2 separate regions of the Urocitellus parryii genome follow, and region 1 is linked to region 2. A link is a contact called in public Hi-C data. All regions are on one chromosome and are shown on one strand. The core of a region is the stretch at or near the end of the contact, and the rest is flanking DNA. Distances in the headings are between cores, read along the strand shown.

Region 1 (5,430 bases), core at 609-3,108, 200 kb before region 2:
TTAGTTTTCTCATGTAGAACATTCATTATCATACAATTATACAGACTTGCTGGCATTTGTGTTTTTAAAATTTCAAGGTACTTTTAGATTGAAAAACAGAACATTTATGAATATGAGATGTTGGGAATTCTTGGATTTGTGTGCTTTTAAGTGGCTTTTCAATTTTTTTTGTTCTTGTTTCTAATTGAAGAGATGAGATATTTAATATTGCTACTTCTTAAAATTACACAAACAGGTACAAATTTTTAAAAAGTGAATGGAACACAAATTTTGATGTAATTTTATCAATTTATTTAGCACAGGGGACTGAACCCAGGGGCACTTAACCACTGAGCCACATTCCCAGTCCTTTTTATTTTTTATGACAGGATTTCCCTAAGTTGCTTAGGGATTGGCCAAGTTGCTGACGCTGGCTTTGGACTTGGAAATCCTCCTACCTCAGTCGCCCCAGTCACTAGGATTACAGGCCTGTGCCACTGGCCCAGTTTGATATAATTTCAAACACATGAATCCAACATATAGAAATGATGCTTGGTTTTAAGAATAATTTGCATAACTATTCTATTTTTGTTTCTTATTTATCAATGTATTAGTATTCCTTAAGCTTTCTGTCTTTAACCAATTAATTATGGAAACTAAACAATATATAATATATTCACACACATATATTCCCAGGTAGAAAATTTTTCCATTTATATAAAATATGTATTCTTAGTTGGAAATATATAGTTTAATTCATTTCCATATATAACCAAGAACACATATTTTTAACATATTGTATACAGGTAAAAACTATGATGCTTTAAAGTATAGGGGAGGGGCTCATGATCTAGCTCAGGACAAGAGTGTTTGCTTACCATGTGCGAGGTTCTGGGTTTAATCCTCAGTACAACAAAAATAAAAAGGAAACAAAGAAAGAAAAGGATAGGGGAGATATGCCTAGGTTATATATACTCTACCATTTATACAAGGGACTTAAGCATCTGCAAATTTTAGTGTCCTACAAGCGAGGCCCCCACAAGTATGGGATGCCAAGAACTAACTGCACCACACACCCTGTAAAGTGCATCTAATTAGAAAGGTGTTTGTTTAAATGGATTGATGGTTGCAGTCTTTTTCTTTTGGCATTTAACACTGCATCTTACCAGTCCGTAAGAAATCTTGGCAGTCTTACCTAGAGTCAGAGGGATAGATTCTCTCAAGGTTATTTTTTCAACCTCTACATATGCTTATGTGAGTTAAGAGGTGGGAAAACATTCCCTAGTAGAGGCGCACGTCACGTGAGCTAAACATCTGAACGTGTTCCACCAAGGTGGAGTTCTCCTCCAAACCTCACTCCTTAAGTGGCAGGAAGTGAGGAAGGCTGGAGTCCAGGTAAGTACGCGAATCGAGGCCTTCATTCAGTGTGGAGAACCTAGAAGTCACAAAACTTGCCTCAAACGCTTCCTCTGCAGCAGGGGTGGGGACCCCACTCCCCACCCGCTGTCCTGGGATTCCAGGGGCTACAGGAAGGCACGCAGCCCGGAGGAAAATCCTCCCACGTGTGGAGGCCAGCTGACTAGCCTGACACCGGTCAGCAGGCCTCTGAGAGGGACTTTCCCGAAAGAAAAACTCTTCCAAACCTGGGGGTGGAGGAGAGCAAGCAAAAGGCGCGCCCGGAACTCCCTCTCCCAGCCTCCCCCGGAAAACCAGCCGAACCCCTCGAAGTCGCGCGGACCGTGGGGGCGGCGAAGGATCCCGCGCTCAGGTTCGGCGAGACCCGCCCCGAGAGCCGCGAGTGGGCGGCGCCTAGCCCCGCCCCGCCCAGTGGCCAGCTGACCACGCCTGGGAAGTTTGGAGCGGGAGGGGCGCGGCTGGCCGGCCAGGCTGCGCGCCGGGGAGGGCCGGGTCCGCGAGAGCAAGCTCCTCCTTGGCGCGACGCGGCGCTGCGTAGTTGACCAGGAATCCCCCCCGCGAGGGTCCGCGGGAGTCTGATCGGCCGGGAAAGCGGTGGGAGCCAGGGGCATGGGCGGCCGGGCGACCTAGCGTCCCACACAGGAAGGAGCTCGCGGCCACTCGGGCAGGCCGGGATCTCGGCGTCCGGAGCCGAGGAGCAGCGGGCGCACCGGAATCCGCCGGCCGCCACCATGAACGGAGAGGCCATCTGCAGCGCCCTGCCCACCATTCCCTACCGCAAGCTCGCCGACCTGTGCTACCTGAGCCGCGGCGCCTCTGGCACCGTGTCGTCCGCCCGCCACGCAGACTGGCGCGTCCAGGTGGCTGTGAAGCACCTGCACATCCACACCCCGCTGCTCGACAGGTAGGGCGCCAGCGCGGATTCCAGGTGGATCCCCGAGCGCTGCTGCACACACCCCCGCACACACACCCAGGCGAGCGGGTTTCAGAATCCTGACGACCGAGACCCTTGGGTTTGGCCCCACCCCTCGTCACTTCTAGGTAGACCCCCAAGCCTTTCGCCGTGGAAGGTGGGGAGAAACTGCACTGCTGGAGATGAGTCAGTCGCTTTCCTGCACTCTTCTCTCCGCCGTCCTTTCTCGCCTTACCTCCTACTCTCCAAGTCGTCTTTTCTCCCTACTCCAAAAATCAGCAATGACAGCCCAACTCGAAAAGCTGTTTATTGAAGCTTATGTGTTTGTGTGTTGGGTGTTGGCTTTGTTTGCTTTTGGCTTTATATTTTTTAATGGGACTCTTAAGATTGCACAGTTCACTCTGGAGCTAGACACAAGAGCTATTGAGTTCTTGGAACGTGACCCTCTGAATGGAGATAGGCAAGAAATGTGAAAGACACACCTGATTTTTTTAACCTTTACTTTTATTTTATTTATGTCTTAATTTGTTATTATATAAAGCAGAATATATGATATGTATTTCATATCTCTGGTTGTACACAGAGTCATTCATGTCTTCATACTTGTACTTAGGGTAATGATATCCACCTCCCTCCATCGTCTCTCCAACTCCATGCCCACTCCCTTCCCATCCATCTCCTTTGCCCTATCTAGAGTTCATCTAATCCTCCCAACACACCGGATTTTTAATAATAATATCTCAATAGTTTTATATTGATTACATACTGAAATGGAATCTTTAGGGGGGTTAAATGTAAGATGTTAAAAACTCATCTAGTGCTTCTTTTTTTTTTTAATGTGGCCACTAGAAAATCTAAAATTGTATATTTTCACTGGACAGTGCTACACTAGAGATGTTTGGGTTTGGTTTTTTGTTTTGTTTGTGGTTTATTACATGTGGTCATGAAAGTTCAAATGTCAAACTCTTTAATAGAAGTTCAGTTTCTCTTACTGTCACAGGGGAACACTGCCCACAGAGGAAATGTGTATTATTTTTGCTAACAATAAATTGAATTAGAAAAAGATCAAATGGTCAAAAATTGTGAATATCTCTCATACCCTGGAACAATTTTAGCCCAGTGTTCACATTATTTTTAATTTTTTTTAGTTGTAGATAGACACATTTTGTTTATTTATATTTTTTTGGTGGTGCTGAGGATTGAACTCAGTGCCTCATAGGTGCTAGGCAAGCCTCTACCACTGAGCTTCAAACACAGGCCCCAGTGTTCATATTTTAAGAAAAAACTGGCATTAGTTTCTCTTTCCATTACAATCACATACCATGGACCTGTGACTGGATGTTTCAGTCATAGTCTATTCACTAGTACTGTGGAATTTGACTAGAACTTTACTTTCAGTTCTGGGTGAATTAACATCCTTTGCTGTGGCATCCTCTTCTTTTGTGTCTATTGTGAGAATATGTCATGATAGACGAGTGCTTGTTCAAAGGCTGTTAATATCAATATCAGATAAATCTCTCAACTTTACCACTGCCAAATTCTAGATTTTCATCTGCCTGTGGGGGCTAGATTCCATTGTAGATTTGGAACACCTCTAAAAATAGTTTACACTTTTTTTTGTATTATAATCCAGTTCAGCCACGTACCAAGTGTAATGTGTACTTACCCTGGATCTTTATAGTCTGTGGAGCAGATGCTGGGCAATGTGTGTATGTCGTCACCTTTTAATGGTGGTGGACATATTTTAGAACCAGCTATATACAAATGCAGCACTGCTGGACCATTACGTATTCTAAAGCCAATTGATCCTGCCATTTTGGATGCTGCTTTTCAAGATTTTAATTTTTCTAAGTTTTGCGCCATTTGAGGACAAGGGGTGAGAAGGGAGTTTTCTTCCCATACTCATTAAAAGCTTTCATAGTATAAAATTTGTCACTAAATTGAGTAAGAAATTAATTCTATCCTCAAAAGAAGCCATAAGACCAGTAAAACCCTAACATTTCAATATCACATTCTTTTCTCCCACTTGTTGCTTAAGATCTTTTAGCAGTATTTATGTAGTCTGAGAATAGGGCTAAGCTTATGCAATTGACTTGTAGGGTGTCTTATTTCCTCACGTAAAAGAAATGTGAATAATACAGTCCATATATTTCTTAGACTCTGGTGTGGATAATGTTTGCATTGTTCTTTGGGATCACATGGAATAAAAATAAGTTTATGAGATGTTACATGTTATTTTAGTGATTGGTGATCATTCCTCATAACCTTTTATCTAGTGAGTGGAAATTCTGCAACATCTTTCTCCTTTTGAGGAGATAAATCCTATTGGTTGTTTAAGTACCCTATGGGTAACATAACTGTTTTTTCTATTGAAATTTTGAGTTGGGTAATTTTAGTGAGCCACCTATAAAAAGCTATATTTTACATTTTTAATTTTCACATCTTGCCTTTTTAAAAATGTTCCAACTCTCAAAGTCTTCCTAAAATTAGTCTTCATGAACTGTCCTTGCTTCTCTAATCAAGAAATGCAATTGGAAGAACATTGGCTTTAGAATACTATGATTGTATTTAAATCTGATTCCAGCCCTTCTGGTTGTAGTGGTATAGTCATTAGAAAATTATTCCTTTTTTCTGATCCCCAGTGCCCTTATTTATAAAGTGTAGATAATGAAGAGAACTTTAGAGGATTGATCTTAGGATGATAGCACACAAGAGGAGGAAAGAATGTATTAGATACCATTGGAACTTTCACAATATTTCCTCTCAGTAGTTCTTAGTATCCAGGAATCGTCAGGTTCATTCTTTGACTCCCTGGAAAGGTACTACCCAGTAACAGTCTTAATGGCTCATGTCTTTAGGGAAAATACAGAACACTCTGAACTTAAGGAGTATGAGTTTAATTAAACAGATACACTGATAAAATTGGTTTTCTCACACTTAAGGTATGAGGTGGTTGAGGGACAAGAAGGAGGAGAGACACTTTTCACTTTATGTCTTCTTGCAACTCTTGAATTTTAAAACATACAAAATATATTACCTACTCAAAAAATAAGATTTTTATTTTTGCTTTGTTTTGGTTTTTATGGGTTCTTAAACAGGCTTTATGAGTCTGGTCAGGAATG
Region 2 (5,771 bases), core at 3,007-5,506:
TGGATCTGGAGTGCCTCCCAAAGGTCCATGTGTTCAAGGCTCAGTTGTCAGCCTATGGTTCCACTGGGAGGTGGTGGGATCTTTAAAGATGAGCCTAATGAAAGGAAGTATGTCCCTGAAGAGGACGTTGGAACCTTGGCCCTTGCTCTTTGTGCTTCCAGGCTGCCATGGAAGTGAGTAGTTACCTCCACCAAGAACTCCTACCATAATGTACTATGAGGTAATGGGTCCATGGCAATATGGCAAAGCAACCATGGACTCAAACTATGAGCCAAAATAAAACTTCTCTTTAGATTTCATCACAGTGATAAAAAGCTAACACGAAATACAAACATGCTCTACTTCCTCTGAGTTTCTAAATCACTAAGAGTAAGTTACTAACACAGAAACTTCAAACACAAATATCACTGGTACCACTGCCAACCATAAGAATTTTTTTTTATTGTATTGCTAATTAAATGCAATGTTAGCCAAGTGGTCTGCCACAGGGCAATACCCCCAACCCAAATTATAAATACTTAATTTTGTTAACATTAAGATAAAAATCCAGGGGCTGGGGTGTGGCTCAGTGGTAAAGCGCTTGCCTAGTACACATGAGGCACTGGGTTCAGTTCTCAGCACTTCATAAAAATAAATAAAAGTCCATCAACAACTTTAAAAAAAAATCCAGTTCCATGAAAACAAAAGGTCCAATGAACTTTCATATGCACCAAGATAATCTGTAATGATTTCAGTTGCCTTACTTCAAACTAGTGAAATAAAATTAGTAACATACCAGATTGGTTAGAGAAAAGTTAGCTGTTAACACAGCATGATTTCGACTGATTGACTGATCCTCTTCAATTAAAATGGCACAGTTTTTCCTTCCAACAATGTACTCGATACCAGTCAAAAGTCTGTATGGTTCTCCTAAGCAAAAAAAAAGTAAATTGAAGACACATGTGTAAATACACATACATACATATATGTGTGTACAGAATATGTGATGTTAAATATTTAAATAAAACTTTTGATGTTTAAATGTTAATCAACTTTGTTTATATCAAACTTGTGTTTTCTAATAAAGCCCCATAAAGGACAAAAAATAATTCCTAAATAGATGAAAGGTTATATCATTTTTCTAAAGGGAAAACAATATTGAAAGAAGTAAATGTTCCCCCTAATTAACTTATACATTTAATGTATTACCAAGAAATCATAATATTGTGTTTGGAACTCAATTACATAGATTAAAAAATTCATTAGGAAAGTATGTTTAAAAGTAGCCAAGAAAAATTTGAATAGTATTACAGGAACTTGCCCTATCAGATAGCAAAGTATGCCATAAAGCCATAGTAATTAAAAGGTATGAAAGTTACAATACAGCTATACAACTCCTGGTGAAGTCAGCATGCAAGATATACCTGCATATACATGTTCACTGTGGCACTGTTCACAATAGCCAAGATAGGGAATCAGGCTAGGTGCCCATCAACAAATGGATAAAAAGAAAATACAGTATATATACAAAATGAAATTCAATCAGCCATAAAAGAATGAAATGTTATTTGCAGGAAAATGGATAGAAATGGAGGTTATCAGCCAGACACAGAAAGATTAAGTACTACATGTTTTCTCTGATATGTAGAAACTGGGCGGGGCGGGAGAGAAAGAAGGAAAGAAAGAAAAGACCTGAAAACAGAAAATGGACTGTCAAGAAAGGAGAAGAAAATTGGAGGGTATTAAAGAAGGTTGACAAAGCATCACATGTGTAGCCAGGTGTGGTATACACCTGTAATCCCAGCAACTCAGGATGTTGAGGCAGAAGGATCACAAGTTTGAGGCCCACCTGGGCAACTTAGTGAATTTTAAAAAAAGAAGAAAATAAAAAGGGTTGGGAATGTAGCTCAGTGGTAAAGTGAGTTCTCTTCCTAGTACCATTAAAAAAAAAAAAAAAGATAATGCACATATGGAAATGCCACAGTGAAACACATTAATTTGTACAATTAATAAAACTAAATGATTAGAAAAAGCCTTCAAACATAAACAGGTACATAAAAGGTCTGAAATGGATTAGGAGTAAATAATATAGATCAAGGCAATAAATTCTGGATGGGATTCAAGTGCAGAGTTGGGGGAATTCTGTTTTTATGTTAAACATAGCATCAATAGGAAATGATTATTAGTTTTAAAAACACATTGTAAATCACACATTGTTAGAGTAACAGTATGTTGGGGATTTGTGAAATTTAGCCTGGGAGCAGGGGATTCCATTACCACAATTGTAGGATGATTAGAGCAGTTATATTAGACAAGTTGGAAAGGAGCCCAGGAAAGTCCTGAACTCCATTCTGGAAAGTAGTTTGGACTACATGGCCTGTTAATCAGATTCTTAACCTGGATAGTTTCAAGGAAAAACCTTTGTTGTTTACCACACAACACAAACTGGATTAAGGGACTGATCTATAGCTTGCATCAGATTATGATAATAGTTCATGACACTCTACTACAACCTAACCTGAATATCAGTCAATCAGACCCTGTCAACTGATCAGACCATGGTTACATATCAGGCAAATGCTGAGGTGGAACCAATCAAGCTGTTTTGTATGGCTTCCTTTCCTGTCTATAAACGTTGCCTGGCCAAGAGGCTGAACGAAACGCTCTGAACATCTACTTGTTTAAGGTTATGCTTGATTCACAAATCCTTATTTCTTCAAACTCTGCTCAACTTAATTTGTTCCAAGTTTCTTTCTTTCAGCAGTGCTAGGGTCTGGCATAAGCTAGGAAAGCATCGTATCACTTTGAGACAAGGTCTCCCTGCACTGCCCAGACTGAATTCAAACTTGTCAATCTTCCTGCCTTGGCCTCCAAGTAAGTGGGATTACATGGATGCACCATAAGCCCTGGTGGTCTCTAAGTTTTTCTTATAACACACCTACAGGAGACCTGAGAACCAGTCAGATTTCGTTTGTTTTTTAAAATATTTATCTTTTTAGGTGTAGTTGGACACAATGTCTTTTATTTATTTTTATGTGGTGCTGAGGATCGAACCCAGAGCCGCCTCCTACGTGCTAGGCAAGTGTTCTACCACTGAGCTACAACCCCAGTCCTCCAGTCAGGTTTCTTTAAATGAACATAATCCTAACTTGTCCATAAACACAAAATTTGTGGACAAATCGCAGTACTCCAAGCCACAGGGATGCCCTCTTCTATGTATTTTTGTTCTAGTTATCTTCACATTCCCAGACATTATCAATTTAGCCTCTTCATTGATTTTTTTTTTCCAATCACAATGTAAACTTTCTGAGGACAAGACCCAATTATAGATACTTGCTTAACTTTCTATCAACGAATAACACACAGGAGGCAACCAGTAACTTATGAGGAAAAATTTCTACTGCTGGAAGTTCAGGAAAGGGGTTGGGGAATCATCTTTTCCCACTGTACAGCTATTTTGGGGGAAAGGTCTGAAACAAATCTGAAAGCATGTTTTCCTGTGTGCCACGTGGTTCTTCAAAAAAGAAAAAAAAAGAAACGCTTTGCCCCAGACGGATCGCTTCCTTGTCATCCTGTGGTCTGGCTTTGTTGACTCCCTGGTGATCTCTTCCTAAAAGCCTACGACCAGGTGTGCCAAAAGGAAGGCGTCCGGGGCTCGCTCCATCGGGGCGCCTGAGCAGATGCTGGTTCCCGTCAGGTGTGGACTGAGTCGCCGCACCGTCCCGGAAGAAAACACGGCGTCCTCACGCAAACTTCCGACTTTCGCATCCCGCTCTCACAGAATCCCAGGGCTGGCACAGAGGCCGCGCCGGAAGGCAGTGAGAGCGGACCGGAAGCGTCGCTCCGCACACTCCACGCAGCAGCTGCTCCCGGGAAAGCCGGGTCTCTATCTTTCCCTTCTACCCTTACCTCGGGCCGTGCCCTCGGCGGGAAGGAGCTTCCACATGGGTCCGGCTCCTCAGGACTGGAGCTGACCACCGGCCGCCTCGCTGCGGATAGCCGATGTGCACGCGATCACAGCACGGGCAATGCGCGGGAACACTAGGACGTGCGCGCTCCCGGCAGTCGCGCAAGCCCTGTTGGAAACCGAGGGATGGGGCGGGAATGCTATTGAACGCTAGGGCGCCACCTGGTGGTAAGGAGCAACGCAGTATGAACTAAAAGGTGTTGCATTAAGAGAATGAAAGCCGGGTTTCATTTTAAGGTGTTCATAAAATATAAGATTTTTTTTTTCTGTTTGTGAAAGGAAATAATTTTTAAAATTAGCCCTAAAGCAATGTGATGAAATCTTATGATCAAATACGCTAACTAATCGTTTAGTTCTTTGCATTTGCAATGTATTAAATTTCGGTTGTTACTTAGATCAATAATGATGAAGGTAAGGATTTTACCTGAAAGGAAACTCATAACATTAAATATTTTTTAAAGTTTAAATCAACTTCTCCATTTTATCAGGATCTACTTTCATCCAATCCCATTCTAAGTACTGAACAGACTACATTTCCAACTGTTCTTTTACTGGCCCAGCATTCCCTAAAAGGATACCATTCACCTCTTGCACATTGCTGAATAAACATCTGAGATCACACTTTTGATCATGTAATTTCTGGTTGACAAAAGCGGATTGTAACAGAAAATAAAAATATGCCACTTTAAAAGCTTAGCTTACCAGTCTCTGTTACCAACATAGATGCAAAAAAATCCTAATACAAGATTAGTAAATTGAATCAAGTGGTATTATAAAAAGAATAACCACACCCAGGTGGGCTATATTCCAGAAACAGAAGGGTGGATTAACACTGGAGGAAAAAAAAATCAGCATAATTCACCAGAATAAATTCTTTAAAAAGGAGAAAAATTTCTGCATCATTTTAGTAGATGCAGAAAAAGCATTTGATAAAATTCAATACTCATTCATGACAAAAGCTCACTGAAAAATAGGAATAGAAGGATCATTCTTGACCTGATGAAAGACATCTACAAAAAAATTACAGCTTACATTATACTTAAGATAAATTATTGATCATTTCCCCTTGACATCAGGAATGAAATAAGAATCTATCTGTTCTATTCTTATTTCCTTTTTCTTGCTACTCGGAATTGAACTCAGGATTTTTTTGAAAAGTGCGCAGTAACACTTGTCATATAGTTCAGCCTAAATTCACTTGGTAATTGGGATAACTGTCTGTGGTAGCTAATTGATTTGATCCAAAGGAAAAAAACTTGTCCTAGCTTAATGATAGGAGATAGGTTTCCTGTTTGGAGTCAGAACAGTCAAATATTAGGTTCCTACCTTCAAGGTCTTCCTTGAGAATTCTTCCATGTGAATTATATTTCAAAGGGATGGCTTTCAAGTCCTTGAGAAAGACATTGCTGGGTTGTAAAGGTAGCAAGAGGTTGTGATAGAACTTTTAGGAGGTGGGGACTAGTGAGAGGAAGTTAGGTCATTGGGAGCATGCCTTGAATGGGATATTGGGACTCTGGAATTTTCCTTTCTCTCTCTTTTACTTCCTGGATGCTATGAGGTAAATAGGCCTCCTCAACCATGTGCTTCCTCTATGATATACCATGCCACTACAGGCCCAAAGGAACAGGGCCAAGTGACCATGATCTGAAACCAAACCAAGCCTTTGCTCCTTATAAATTGTTTATCTCAGGTATTTTGTCACAGTGATGGAAAGCTGAATAATACAACCTGTCATTGTAAATTCTTTATCTTTGAAATGTATATAAAATCTTTCTTTAAAAAGGCTAAGTAAGCCTCTTGCTAGCTTTTGGTCAATGCCTTGGTA

What was found. Hi-C and Micro-C count contacts between places; a contact is called where the count stands out from the background.
Region 1: a contact with region 2 is called in a Hi-C map of muscle, with 2.9 times the contacts expected there. The contact joins the promoter of Ripk2 here to the promoter of Nbn in region 2. A contact is called at or near these places in 2 of 2 Hi-C or Micro-C datasets (liver and muscle).

Annotation. Positions count from the first base shown.
Region 1 is chr7:44,805,798-44,811,227 of mUroPar1.hap1, reverse strand. It overlaps Ripk2 (receptor interacting serine/threonine kinase 2), which reads left to right and starts at 1,858. Exons shown (of 11, transcript XM_026383825.2): 1 at 1,858-2,299. The coding sequence starts at 2,127.
Region 2 is chr7:44,604,937-44,610,707 of mUroPar1.hap1, reverse strand. Nbn (nibrin) reads right to left here and starts at 4,256. Exons shown (of 16, transcript XM_026382941.2): 1 at 3,889-4,256; 2 at 776-909. The coding sequence starts at 3,925.